Regions from separate parts of the Oryctolagus cuniculus genome. Here region 2 is linked to region 1. A link is a contact called in public Hi-C data. All regions are on one chromosome and are shown on one strand. Each heading gives the region's core, a stretch centred on a gene start, on an enhancer-like site or on the middle of the called end of the contact. The rest is flanking DNA. Distances are from core to core; before and after follow the strand shown.

Region 1 (7,444 bases), core at 1,490-3,989:
GTTTCACTAATATATTCTACCACAGATACCATGCAATTTCTCCAGTACTCCAATTTCCCTATTGGCGCTGCTAAAGAAGGCAGATAAACTAAAAACAACCCAAAGTTCCTTCTGGTTTTAAAAAATGTGTGATAAGTAGTCATGGGTTGGTCTTCATGAAACAGGAAAACTTGAAATTTAAGTCAGGATGGCACTACTTGTTACTGAAAGCACTCTTTCACCTCTCCACATCCAAAGGGAAGATACTCAGAACAGGCTTGCATACTAGCGACAAGCCCAATTGCAGGCCTACTCCTCCGGCCCTTCTAGGCCATACTGGGATCCTCCCCCATATATGAAGGCAGCCTGCTCGCGAACAGTGAGGGTGGTGCTGACACTGCCTTGCCCTGTAAGAGGAAGCATCGCAGTGCAGCAGCCCTGGAGCGCAGGGTACAGATGAGATGTGGCCTTTCTGAGATTTTCCCAAGGTTCTTCATAAACATTCAGAGTATGGAGGTCACCAAACAGGACAAAACCCATCAGCTTGTGATAAGCTTTGACCAAAATGGCTTGTGTGGGTTAGCCTGGAACCTAATCACCTTGTAGAGTTTTGTAGTGAAATCTTTGACTTTCTGGAGAGCAATGTGGGTGGCCATGTCCACACTGCAGTATCTTAATTCTTCTCAGCTTAGCCATAACCCACAACCAGCTGTATTAAATAACCACCCAACAACCAAATACTCCTTACTGAGGGTGAACTTTGCCTCTACCAACAGATACTAATTTACCAGTTGAGCTGCTGCACATAATTTAGGAAATGGTCTTACTGTTCCACAAATAATATAATCAACAATTAATTTATTTATCATGAACCCAAGCTGGCCAGTTCTATATCTGAAAACAGAGAACACATTTTTCCCCGATCAACAAATAGAAATGATTTATTATACTGACCGCCAAAGCAATCCATATGTGCAGTTGTGTGTGCTCTTGTTTCAAAATACTGATAACTTCATCTCCCTCCGGTAACTGATCGAAGTCAAGCTCAATGACCTAAAAACACAAAATGTAGGCTTTATCTCTTATTTCCTTTTTTTTTTTTTTTAAAGATTTATTTATGTAGGGGTCAGAATTACAGAGAGAGGGAGGGAAAGAGAGAGATCAATCTTCCATCTGCTGGTTCACTAGCAGGGAGCTGGATCAGAAGTAGAGCAGCCAGGACTCGAACCGGTGCCCACATGGAATGCCAGCGCTGCAGACAGTGGCTTAACCCACTGTGCCACAGTGCCGGCCCCTCTTATTTCCTTTTGAAAGTGACGTTTCTTCTGTGATTGTGGCTATTGTTGAACATTTGTCAATATGTGTAGATACAGAGTCTGAGCTCACCTGCACTGGCACTGAGCCAATTCATGTCAACATTTAGAGAGTATGTGACAAAGATGCTATACTTCAATATTACAGTAACAATATGGAGAAGAAAACAATCTTGCCAACTGTTCCCACATCACTAGAGCTATAAAATGCTGACTCAAAAGCAACAGAACAAAATGCTACTTAACATACAACACAGGTTAAGGTGCAGTTAAGCCCCCTGAAAACGGTTGATGCCACAGGTCTGACACCTTGCGAAGCCGTGCACAGTTGCATACCTCTGTACACATTAATCATGGAGGCAGCTTCTGTGTATCACAGACGCTCCTGAATGTGGGCATGAAAATTACAGAAAAATGTTCCGGAATTGGAGACGATGATACACAACTCTGTGACTACACTCAGAACTCCTTGATTGTATGGTAAAACAAATAACAGTATGAAAACTCCAAGATGACTGGACATCAAAGCTGAGCGCTTCCTTCAGACGAGCCACGGGCCACCCACGAACGAGGCGCTGGTTGAGGGACAGCGCATACAGCAGCGCGCACCGTGACAGACTCGAGTTTCCAAGGGTGAAGGGGCAATCTCCCCTGCATTCCCAGAAGACACCGAGCTGCAGCGGCAGCCGGATCTCGGGGACCTCGGCGCCCACCTCTGTCATCTGCCGGGTGCTTTGCAGCTGACCGGGTACTCTCACACCTCTGCGCTCGGGCACCAGTTAGGAGAACAGGAGGGCATTGCCGAACACGGACAGGTTGGAGGGGCAACTTTCAAGAACTCCTTTTGCGAGCGGCCCCGGGGCTGCCGGGACACGGAGTTCCTAGCCTGGGAGGGAGAAGGGCTGGGGAGGGAGGTGATCGGAGCTTTGCCTGGGGAACTCGACGCGGCTCCTGGGGAGGAAGGTGCTCTCGCTTCGGAAACGGAGTCTAGCAAAGTCGGGGTTTGGGGGGAAGGGATCCTCCAAGTTCACGGCCCCCACCCCCTTCACGCTCGGCACTACCTCGTCAGTGTCCCGGAGGGGAATCTCGATGGAGCCTCGCGACATGGTGGGATCAGAAAGCGAGCGGGCGTCTCGCCCCGCCGCTCCGCAGTCGGTTGTCCTCGCTTCTGGTTAGTCCAGAGGTTCGCGACGGCCTGGCTCTGGCCGTGACTGCCGCCCCGCGGCGCCGCCGGAGCTCCGGCTTTCTCCTTCCCGTCAGCGGCTTAAACAACGAGCAGCGGACGGTTACCGGCCACTTCCGGGGCCCCGCCCCCCGCCCCGGAAGCACTTCCCGTGAGGGGGCGGGCCCGACGCGAATTCTGCCGGTGGCTCAGGTGTTGCCCTCTGCGGGCTGACAGCTCCAAGGTTGCGGATGGCCCCGTCGGCTGTCTGTGGTCCGAGATCCTCGAGGCCTGTGGCTTCGGAGCCTGGCCCAGATAAACCTGGGCAGGCGTAGCCGCTCCGTGCTGCGCCAGGAGAAGCCCCTGACTGACGTGGCCTCTGCATGGGCCCGGCCAGTCTTGCTTTCTTCTTGAGATTGTTGCGGATAATTCAGCGCTGATCTTCATTCCGCACCTCGATCATCCAGCATCTGTTCTGCGCCAGTCACACCTGTTTATAAAGAAATGTTACAATGAATCTGTAGTCCTGGCGATAATTTGTGTATTTTAAAACATGGTTCTTTGATGCAAATACAGAGGACCTGCTATATTTGTGACATACAATTCTGGGAGAATTTGATAAACCTTTTGATTAAGATTTGTAACTAGTCATTTCATTAAATTAGTGGCGCAGCGGGTTAAAGCCCCGGCCTGCAGCACTGGCATCCTATATGGGCTCTGGTTCGAGTCCCTGCTGCTCCATTTCCAATCCAGCTCTCTGCTATGGCCTGGGAAAGCAGCAGAGGATGACCCTTCCACCCACGTGGGAGACCCAGAAGAAGCTCCTGGCTGCTGGCTTCGCATTGGCTCAGCTCCCCATTGCGGCCATTTGGGGAGTGAACCAGCTGATGGAGACCTCTCTGTCTCTGTCTCTACCTCTCTCTGTAACTCTTTCAAGTAAATAAAAATAAACCTTAAAAAATTAAATTAGTTTGCGGCCAGTGTTTTGATGAAATCAGAGAGGAAAGTCATTGAGTAAATTTAGTGTCAGTTGTAATGCCCGAGTATCTCTCAGATGCATCCCCCTTCTCTTCATTTATTTATTTGAAAATCAGAGTTACACAGAGAGAGGGAGATAGAGAATCTTCCATCCACCAGTTCACTCCCCAAATGTTGGCAATGGCTGGGGGCTGGGCCAGGGAGAAGCAAGGAGCCAGGAGTCAGAAGCTTCATCTGGGTCTCCCATGTGGGTGCAGGGGCCCAAGCACTTGGGCCAGCCTCTGCTGCTTTTCCAGGTGCATTATCAGGGAGCTGGATTGGAAGTGGAGCAGCCTGGACATGAACTGGTGCCCATATGGGATGCTGGTGTCATGGGCGGCAGTTTAACCCACGAAGCCTCAATGTAAACCCCTATCCTTATCTTTTAATTACATTTTTTCACATACTTGTTTCACGTACTTGTCAACCCTATGGGGCTCTTTCTTTGGCTTATATACAACTGCTGTCTCCCTGTGCCTTGGCAGGGTTAGCTCCCTGTGTGCATCCAAATTCTAACATCTTCTTCTAAGAACACGAGTCATACTGGATTTGGACTCTTCCTGGTGACACTTTAATTTCATTACCCCTTTAAAGACCCTGTCTTTAACTATAGCCACATTTGGAGCTACACTAGAGTTAAGATTTCAACACAGGAATTTTTTCCCAGCAGATTAGAATACCTAAAAACGCCTGGATTTGCTGGATAAAACCAGCAAGCCCTGTGACTGTCCTTCTAAGTGCATAGCAGAGCCGTCTACTAACCCAGATACCAAGCACCTAAGCCTCTGCGGAGACTGCCCAGGTCTCTGCGAGAGTAGGATGCTGTTTTCCACGCTGCAGCCGTCTGCGCTTTGATGCTCACGTGCAGACTGCATTAGAGGGTCGGGTCCTAAGTAACGGGGGACTGAAAGCGACTGCACCAGCGAGCACACGTGACAGCCTGGTCTCTGGGCGTAACAGTTACAGTGGCTGCGCAGCAGGTCTGTATCTCAGGCAGGCTTGGTTTGCTATCACCTGCTTACTCTGGGAATCCCCGAGCACAGAACTGATCCCTAAGTGCGAGTGTCTTTGGGCTGCCGGGGCAAGTTCCTTAACCTTTTTGATTGATCCTTACTTCTTCTCGTAGTAATTAAATAATAGTCACGTATAGGAGCTGAAAGCTTACTTGTATCTGAAGGGGGTATCCCAATACTTATTTAATCTCCAGGAACAACCCCAAGACGTGGTACAGTGATTTTGTCTTTGGTGTGGGGTGACCGGGGTAGAGGTGGGAGTGGAGTGGGGGTGGTCATACCCCCCAGCTAGGGGACAGCAGTTAAGCCACCACTCGGGATGCCAGCATCCTACGTTGGAGTGCTTGGGTCCAAATCTCAGCTCTGCTTCTGATACCATCTTCCTGCTGATGGGCAACTTTTACTTGAGGATGGCTCAAATAGTTGGGCTCCTGCCATCCACATGGGAGACCCAGATGGAGTTCTGGGCTCCTGGCTTGGGCCTGGTCCAGGGCTGGCTGTTGTGGGCATCTGGGGAGTGGAACCGTGCAAGAGAGCTCACTTTCTGTTTGTCTCTATGAAAATAAAGAAAATAGGCTTTAAATCCTCCCTTCTTCTTGGAAGGATTTTGTTACTGATCCTCATTGAAAGAAGGAAGGAAAGAGGAGAGGACTGATGTGGGTCTTGAAAGCTGGGGAGGATCTACATAGGCAGAATTGCAGGGAGGCTGCTTCCGGCACAGGGGACACGTTGGGCAGAATCCTGGCCAGAATAACACTCTAAGCGACGATGGAACATGTACTAGCATGACAACTTACCAATTCCTCCACAGCCCGCCTCGCTGCCATCCTTCTACAAAGCTCTCCCTCCATCATACTTTTCTCATTGTCTTCAAAAATCACTTGGCATTGAACTATATGCAGTTTGGGATAATAGTATATATTTCTCTCTCTTTTTTAAAAAAGTTTTATTTATGTTTCTGAAAGTCAGAGTTAGAGAGAGAGAGAGAGAGAGAGAGAGATCGATCAATCTTCCATTTGCTGGTTCACTCCCCAGATGGCTGCAATGTCTTGGGCTGGGCCAGGCTGAGGCCAGGAGTCAGGAGTTTCATCTGGGTCTCCCATGTGGGTGGTAGGGATCTAAGTACTTGGGCCACCTTCTGCTGCTTTCCCCAAGCCATTAGCAGGGAGCTGGATCAGAAGTGGAGCAGCTGGGACTTGAACCAAAGCCCACGTTGGATGTTGGCATTGCAGGTGGCAGCTTTACCGACTGTGCCACAATGTCGACACCCTATACTTTTATTTATTTATTTATTTATTTATTTTATTTTTTTTTTTTGACAGGCAGAGTGGACAGTGAGAGAGAGAGAGACAGAGAGAAAGGTCTTCCTTTGCCGTTGATTCACCCTCCAATGGCCGCCGCGGCCGGCGCGCTGCGGCCGGCGCACCGCGCTGATCCGATGGCAGGAGCCAGGAGCCAGGTGCTTTTCCTGGTCTCCCATGGGGTGCAGGGCCCAAGCACCTGGGCCATCCTCCACTGCACTCCCTGGCCACAGCAGAGGGCTGGCCTGGAAGAGGGGCAACCGGGACAGAATCCGGCGCCCCGACCGGGACTAGAACCCGGTGTGCCGGCGCCGCTAGGCGGAGGATTAGCCTAGTGAGCCGCGGCGCCGGCCTACTTATTTATTTTTAAGATGTATTTATTTACTTGAAAGGCAGAGTTACAGAGAGGCAGAGGCAGAGAGAGAGAGATCGGTCTTCCATTTGCTGGTTCACTCCTAAAATGGCTGCAATGGCTGGACCTGGACTGATCCGAAGGCAGGAGCCAGGAGCTTCTTCCAGGTCTCCCACATAGCAGGGGCCCATGTACTTGGGCCATCTTCCACTGCTTTCCCAGGGAGCTGGATCGGAAGTGGAACAGCCAGGACTCGAAACTGGCACCCATATGGAATGCTAACACTGCAGGCAGAGGTTTTACCTGCTAAGCCGCAGCACCAGCCCCACTATACTTCTCTTTTAAATACGTGTGTGTGTGTGTGTGTGTGTGTGTGTAACTCTGACCCTCTGGAAGGGATTCTTTCTGAATACCCCCTTCTTCCAGTGTGAGGCATCCAGAAGGCGCTCAGAATGTAAACAGATTTGGGATTGTTTACTGGAAGCCTGGTTGGAAACACAGCAGAGGACTCTGTTTCCGAAAGCAAAGGTGCACGTGGAGTTCGTGTGTGATGCTTGGTGTGCACGAAGGGTTGACGTAAATGTTTTGAAGATATTTCCAGGGCCTTCATTGTTCTTCACATACATTCCTAAAAGTTGTAAGAAGTATTTCCAGTTCAAGAAAAAAAAATGAATCGTTTCAACTGGATTTTCTCAGACTTTGGATATGGAACAATCTTTGTTTATACAGCGAGTTCCAACTGTTTTAAAATACTTTTTCCTGATTCTTTTTGTGCATCTTTTCATATGCGACAAACATGCCACTGGGCTGGGACTTGTTAGGACAGAGGGGAAAAATGGAGATGCACTCCAGTGGGAATTGTTTTTACATATCCCTGGGGTGAGATCAGGCCTTAAGAAATCTGTTATAACAATTTGAGAAATTCTTTCCAGAGTATCCTTCCTGCCTCACCCCTGTGTTAGTGGGGAGACCCACGTGACCATCGCTGGTAACCGCTCCGGTGCTTTGTGTCAGAGGGCTTGGGTCACGCTGACATGTCCGCCCTGGAGGACACACAGGTGAGGCCTGTTTTCTCAGCAATGTGATTACAGAGGGCAGGCAAAGCAAGCCATTTCAGTGCTTTTTAAAAATTGTAAGTCCCCGTTTCGTTTAGAAAGACTCTTTTCCAGTGTGAATCGCATTTTAAAATAGCTTTATTGTCTGGAAGCTTTTCAGGTTTTGGGGAGATTTTCCATTTTTGTATCCCAGAGACAGGCCAGTCCCTAGAGCAGTGCTTCCCGAGGTTTTAGAGAGCAGCAGTCCCCCAG
Region 2 (7,444 bases), core at 1,940-4,439, 360 kb after region 1:
TCTCTGACTCTCCCTCTCTCTGTAACTCTGCCTTTCAAATAAATGTTACCAAAAAAAAAAAAAAAAACAAAACAAAACAAAAACTGACCACATGTTTAAAAAAAAAAAAAAAAAAAAAACACCTGCTCTAGACCCAAGCTCCAAAGAGGAACCCAGCACCGGTGTCTCTGAGTGCTCTCCCTTCCCCAGCAACTAAGAAGTGGGCGTGTGTTTATCCCCTGTGGGTCAGGTCCTGCCCTTGCAGGCTCCAGGCTCCTGAGAGACAGGCATGAGCAACCTTCCAAGGCCAGAGCTTCCCCGTGGAAGTGCCTCCCAGGGGCCACAGATGTGCAGCCATGTGGTGATGCCCCAGGCCCTCGAGCAAAGGGGCCACTGGAGCTGTGGGTTGGTCAGTCCTGGAGACAGTCTCAGCTGCAGCTCCTTAGAGGGCAGCCAGGAGCGGGTCGGGCAAGCTCCAGGTCATTGACCTTCCCCCAGGTGAGGAGGGAGGCCGCCAGCACCTGGCCACATCTCTCAGCATCCGCTGTGGGCAAAGGATCCACAGAACCACTGGAGCTGTGAGTCCCAGGAGCCCAGGGAATCAGAGCACCAGCCAGGAGGGTCAGGGGCCAGGGGCAAAGGCAGACCATTCTCTGACGCTCAGAGAATCAGGTAACAGCCTGAATCTCTCTTCATGCCAGTCTGCAGAAACTGTTCTCCAAACTCACACTTAAACGCAGAGTTACAGAGAGACAGAGACATATACACATACACAGAGAGAGAGAGAGAGAGAGAGAGAGAGAGAGAGAGAGAGATCTTCCATCTGCTGGTTCACTCCCCAAATGGCTGCAACAGCCAGGGCTGGGCCAGGCCAAAGCCAGGAGCCTGGGACTCCACCCAGGTCTCGCATGGGGTTGGTGGGGGCCAAAGCACCTGTGCCATCTTCCGCTGCTTTCCCAGGTGCATTAGCAGGAAGTTCAATCAGAAGTAGAGCAGCAGGAACTAGAACCAGTCCTCAAATAGGATGCCAGCATCACAGGCAGTGGCTTAACCCACAGCACCACAAAACCAGCTCCAAACTGGCACACTTGTTAAAAAATCTACTTTAGGGGCCGGCGCTGTAGCCCTGGCCTGAAGCGCCAGCATCCCATATGGATGCCGGTTCGAGTCCCGGCCACTCCTCTTCCAATCCACCTCTCTGCTGTGGCCTGGGAAGGCAGTAGAGGATGGCCCAAGTCCTTGGGCCCCTGCACCCACATGGGAGACCTGGAAGAAGCTCCTCGCTCCTGGCTACGGATCAGCGCAGCTCTGGCCATTGCAGCCATCTGGGGAGTGAACTTGAGGATGGAAGACCTCTCTCTCTGTCTCTGCCTCTCTGTAACTCTGTCTTTCAAATTAATATAAGAAATCTTTTTTTAAAATCTACTTTAATAAGATCTAATTTCCATCCAATAAAAAGCATTCTTTTAAATATGCAATACCATGATTTTTCACAGATGGTTGTGTGTGTGATCCCCTGTGAACTACCATCACAACCAAAGACAGAAAACCTGGTCTTGACCCCCAGAAGCTCCCACGTGCCCTGTGGCATGTCTCCCCACCCCCCCTACCCCAGACAACCACTCATCTGTGTTCCATCACCACAGATTAGTGTGACCTGTTCTGAATCTCAAGTCAGTGGAATTATCCAGTGTGTCCTTGTTCCTGTCTGGCTTCTGTCACTCAGCATGATGTTTTGAGATTCGTTCACATTGTGTATATCAATACCAAGTGGGAACACTTTGTTTTTGTGCAAAAGGAGGTGCTATGAACAGTCACATCAGGTCAGAGCGTGCATCAGAACCCCTGGAAACAATCAGGTCGCTCGAGGCACAGGCTGTTTCTCTTGCACAGCCCAGCTGTTTCTAGAGGCTTCGAAGCTGGCTGCAGGGTGACTGCCCCCAAAACGCACGTGTGGGCTGCAGATCAGTGCTTCACCATTATTTTAGTACAGTTGAATTGAAAGGGTTGGGTAGTGAGCTGAAGCTGTGGCGTGGTGGGTTAAGTTGCTGCTTGCAACACTGGTATCCCATATGGACACCGGTTCAAGTCCTGGATGCTCCATTTCCCATCCAGCTCCCTGTTAATGGCCTGGGAAAAGTAGTGGAAGATGACCAAAGTGCCTGGGCCCTTGTTACCCACATGGGAGACCCCAATGATGCTCCTGGCTCCTGGCTTAGATCTGGCCCCGCCCTGGCCATCGTGGCCAACTGGGCAGTGAACCAGTGGATAGAAGATCTTTCTCTCTCTCTCTCTCTCTCTCATAAATAAATAACTCATAAATCCTTTTCTTAAAAAAAGAAAAGGTTGGGAGGGCTCTAAATCCAATGTCTATCACAAGAGATTTCAACATCCCATTTGTCAATGGAAGAAAAGGGCTTTTGTAGTCTTTAATTTCAATTGCTATATATTTTTGGGTGATTATAAGTTGTTTCTAAGTTTTTATTATCAGTTTGTACAAATAAAATTTCTTGTCAATTATTATTAAAAATGTGAAGAAATCATTAAAAACCTTCTTGGGGGATTTATTTACTTATTTGAAAGACAGAGTCACAGACATAGAGGGAGAGACACAAAGAAAGAGAAATCTCCCATCCGCTGGTTCGCTCCCCAAATGGCTGCAATAGCCAGGGCTGGGCCTTGTGAAAGCCAGGAGCCAGGAACTCCATCTGGGTTTCCCATGTGGGTACAGGGAACCAAGCACCTGAGACATTTCTGCTGCTTTTCCAGGCACATTAGCAGGAAGCTGATTCGGAAGTGGAACAGCCAAGACTCCAGCTGGCACTCCAATATGGGATGCCAGGCACTGGCTGTGGCTTACCCACTGCATCACAATGCCAGCCCCTACTTTGGAATTTATTGTAACATGTTGTTGATCTTTTCACTAAGCCCGATTTAGGTGTTCCCAGCCCCTGTAGTCCATCCCCATGTGCCACACACACACACATTCTCATTTGTGGTGTGTGCTGTGAACAGGGACATCAGTCAGTACTATCCTCAGATGCTGGGAGAAGCCACTGACGAGGCTGGGAAACCTGTTCGCTTGCTAACGAGGTCTCTCCTGCCCTCTAGTGATCATTTTTGTAGCTGGGCGTCAGCGGGCCGGCAGTGACAGGAGGGGTAATTAGATATATCAGGTTTATATTTGCAAAACTGTCATCCCTGTTACACAGGCACAGTGCCTCCCTGGGTGGTGGCCCAGGAAAGCCATCACAGTCATGCCCCTGTTCCTCCACAGGGCCTGGGAAGGGCAAGCCTGCAGCTACTCCTCTATGATGCCACCACCCCTCTGTGCCTTCACCTGCTATAGCATGGGCCAAGTGTCCACCGTCCCCAGCCAGTGAGACCACCCTTGTCATCACCTAGAACCAACCACCAGCTACTAAAGTCCCTTCCCACCCCCACCCCCAGCAGATGCAAGGACGGTAGGTGGGGAGGGAGGAGCATGGGGTGTGGGAGGAAACTTCTCCCTGTTCTGCACTTTGACTTCAACAATGCCAGGTCCCAGGCAATCAGAGGATATGGGGTCTCTGACATATCATTTCAAGGTACCAATGTATCATTACAGAAATAAAAGCTATGTCAACACTGGAACATCCAGAAGTTGAGAATCATTCATGCAGACAACAAGTGTGTTGAAGCCCACTCGACTGTCATCTGAAATGAGAACTACGGGCCATTCCTAAGCGAGGCCATTTCAGTTCTGCTCTGAGTACAAATGCGGCAAACTTCATATTGCACATAGGATGTGGCAGTGCCCAGTTCTCCCTCATCTTCATCCCAGTCTGCCACACGTGGGAACCACTGCAAGCTGGAGGACTTGGACTCCCTGTCTAGATCTCTCTTTTCCAGATGGAAACTCCAAAGTCCATTCTGGGAAGGGTTATCTAGAAAGTTAAATCATAGCCAGGAGTGGCACCTTGAACTATGATGGACGTCAAAGGGACACAGGATTTCTCTCCCGGCCCTTGTTTCTAAGCAGGACTGTCAGAAGCAGCCGCTCTCACAAGGGTGTTTGCCAAATCCTAGTCTTGGTTTCCAACTGACGGCTTTCCCTTGGACTGCGTGAGCACACACCTTGGGCTACCGCGGTTAATGGCAATCAGTTCAGTCTCCTCCCAGTCACGGAGACATGAGGCCCCGCACAGCAGGTGCACCTGTGTCCCAGTGCATGGACTCTAGCCATGCCCCTCTTGGGGTCATAGAGCAGCTGCCCTGGCTCCCCAGGATGCTGGTCTACATGACAGACAGAGAAACTCCTGGCGAGGTAGTCGAGGACCGGGGGGCCCCTCCCCACCATCTGGAGAACAGAAAACTCGAGCAACCAGCTTCTGTGCACGATGCTGATAGCATGTGCAAGTCTTTGGAATCAAGGCTGTTCTGTGCTGTAGTCACCCATTTAGGTGACGAGAATTCTGTTGGTCTGGGGGCAACGTTTCATGTGTTTTCTGCTGAGTCTCGATTGGAACCATCATCCCATTGACCAATGAAAACCATGCCTTTCCCAGTCATGAGAACGTCCCCTTCTACAGCCTATGCAACCCTAGATGATCAGCCTTGGAGCTGGCTCTCGCCTTTAGGGGCCCTTCTCGGTGCTGCTGGGAGATTTTTCTTTCACTTTTGCTTTCTTTAGGGATTCCTCTTAGCGATGTTGAGGGTTGCTGTTTTCTCCTTCACTTCTGTTTTCCTAAATAAACCTCTTCTGCTTTACACACCCTTCCTTGTCCCTGCTCCTCATTTTTCATGAACACAAGACACGAACCCAGCAGAGAAGAAAGAATGGTCAGAACTGCACACTCCTGCAGCATCGGCCGGCGGGGCCACCATTCGGTCCTGTCCAAGACACCAGGTCAGCCCCAGATGAGCTCGACTGGGCCGCTGAGGGACTGAGGTCTGTGAGCTCTTGGGGGAGCTCCCTCGACCACGTTCAGTCTTTCTGAAAACACATCTTATCATGGGTTCTGTACCGGGCAGGACTCCTTTGGTTGCAAGTGATTAAAAATAAAAATAAAAATAAAAAATTCTGGGGCCCGCGTTGTGGCCCAGGGAGTTAAGGTGCCGCTTTCACACCTGCATCCCATGTGAGAGCTAGTTCAACTCCTGGCTGCTCCGCTTCTGATCCAGCTCCCTGCTAATGCACCTGGGAAGGTAGTGGATGATGGCTCAAGTACTTGGGCCCCTGCCACCTACATGGGAGACCTGGACCAAACACCAGGCTAGATGTTGCTATGAAGGTATCTCTATAAAACATTGATTGATTGACTGATTGATTTGAAAGGCAACGTTACAGGGTGGGGGAGGGGGTCTTCCATCATGCACTGATTGATTCACTGCCCAAATCGCTGCAATGACCAAGGCTGGGCCAGCCTGAAGCCAGGAGCCAGGAGCTTCAGCCAGGCCTCCCACGCAGGTGCAGGGGTCCAAGCACTTGGGCCATCCTCCACTGCTTTCCCAGGTGCATTAGCAGGGAGCTGGATCAGAAGCAGAGCTGGATCGGAAGTGGAGCAGCCAGGACCTGAACTGGCTCCCATATGGGATGCTGGTGTCCCACGTGGTGGCTTAACCCACTATGCCACAATGCCAGCCCCAGAAGGTGTTTTTTCAAATGCAATTAACTGGGTAATCAGCAGACACTGAGTAAGGCAGCGGACTCTCTCATGTGGTGAGCCTTATCTAATCAGTTGAAGGGCCTAAAGAGCAGAGACTGAGATTTCTTGCCACAGGAGGAATTCCGCCTCAAGACTACAACACAGAAGCCGCCTGTGTTTCCAGCCTGCAAGGTTGTTCTACAAACTCAGACCTGCTGGTCTCCACAATGGCATGAGCCAAGTCCCTAAATAATACCACCAGGCGTACCCCTGTGTCTCTGTATATAGATACACAGGTGAAATGTATCCAGTGGGACAGGCAGATACCCTATTGGTTCTATTGAACCCTGGTAACACAGCCCTTGCCTCTGTGTTTCCTTCATATGCAGAGAGAGGGTTGAGCAAGTCCCAGCAGTGCCGTGCCCCCTCCTGACACCAGGGACCCAGGGCGCCAGCTGAGCTGGTTGCCTGTCCTCCCCTGCAGTCCTTCCAGGAATAGCCTGGCTCGCGGCCTGACACCGAGGAGGTCCTCTGCACTGATGAGACAATACCGTTAGAAAATGGGTTTTGTTGAGAGACCATGTTGATAAATGTGACAAACATCCTCTCTGAAGATTGCATGTCAGGCCTACAAGTCATCAGAACCTCTCCTCTCATCAGATGCAGTCACTCCACAAGCATTTATTGAATGCCTGCGTGCGCCAGACACTCTTCCAGGCACTGGGAGGGCAAGCGGCAAACAAAGCTCTTACACTCAGGCAGGGAGCGGCAGACAGTAAGCAGCTTGGTGCAGAATCCGCTGTGGTGACAAAGGGCTGAGAAGTGAACCCAGCCTGCTGAGGGGGAAGGGCAGGGGAGACTGACGAAGGAAGCGTCTGATTGGTGAAGGACGTGCAGAGAAAGCCTCACGGGGGGGGGGGGGGGGGGGGGGACAGCATTTAAATGGAGGCCAGGGGCTGGCGCTGTGACGCAGCGGGTTAACGCCCTGGCCTGAAGCACTGCATCCCATATGGGCGCCGGTTCTAGTCCCAGCTGCTCCTCTTCCAATCCAGCTTTCTGCTATGGCCTGGAAAGCAGTAGAAGATGGCCCAAGTGCTTGGGCCCTGCACCCACATGGGAGACCCAGAGGAACTTCCTGGCTCCTGGCTTCGGATCGGCGCAGTTCCGGTCATTGTAGCCATCTGGGGAGTGAACCAGCAGATGGGAGACCTCTCTTTCTCTGTCTCTACCTTTCTCTGTAACTCTTTCAAATAAATAAAATAAAATAAAATAAAATAAAATAAAATAAAATAAAATAAAATAAAAAATGCTCAGGCTGGGGCCTGAGCAGGACTTGGCCCCCCAGTCACACAGATGTTTAACCCCCAGAGTCTTCAGTCATGGTGCTCAGAAGGTGGAGCTTTGATCCAATGCGTGTATTTAGGAGACCAGCCTGGTAGGAGCGCCTTAGGTCACTGAGGGAATGCCCCTGGAAGGTACTCCCATAGGAGTGTTGGCTTTGAAAGCCAAATTGGGCCTTGTTCCCCCTCTGTGTCCTGGCTTACCATGGGGTCCCTCTGCTCACCGTCACCACTGCCATCCTCCACCCAAGCCAATTAGGTTGGCTTAACCTTGGACTGTGAACCTCCAAAACTGTCAGCCAAAATAAACCTCTTCACTTTATAAGCAGTTTCTTCTGGGCATTAGCTGGAGTGATGAAAAACTAGCAGGACCAGAACTTTGGGTTTTACCCAGAGAAAGATGGGAAGCCTTTGGTCCTTTTGTCCAGGGAAGGTACACTAACTCTATAAGATCATAAGAGCTGGAGGGGGAAGAGAGGGGCAGTGGTGGTTTTGAGC

What was found. Hi-C and Micro-C count contacts between places; a contact is called where the count stands out from the background.
Region 2: a contact with region 1 is called in a Hi-C map of psoas muscle, with 4 times the contacts expected there. The contact joins the enhancer-like site here to the promoter of CTR9 in region 1. A contact is called at or near these places in 3 of 6 Hi-C or Micro-C datasets (ear pinna, psoas muscle and an unstated tissue).

What each region holds. Positions count from the first base shown.
Region 1 is chr1:55,411,162-55,418,605 of mOryCun1.1, forward strand. CTR9 (CTR9 homolog, Paf1/RNA polymerase II complex component) reads right to left here and starts at 2,740. Exons shown (of 25, transcript XM_002708814.5): 1 at 2,354-2,740; 2 at 934-1,032. The coding sequence starts at 2,398.
Region 2 is chr1:55,773,177-55,780,620 of mOryCun1.1, forward strand. No RefSeq gene overlaps it. Among named protein-coding and RNA genes, the nearest start is that of AMPD3, 41 kb to the left of the region's middle. Within about 2 kb of position 3,190, at least 1 of the 8 cell types and tissues checked has an H3K27ac peak or open chromatin away from gene starts, as enhancers often do.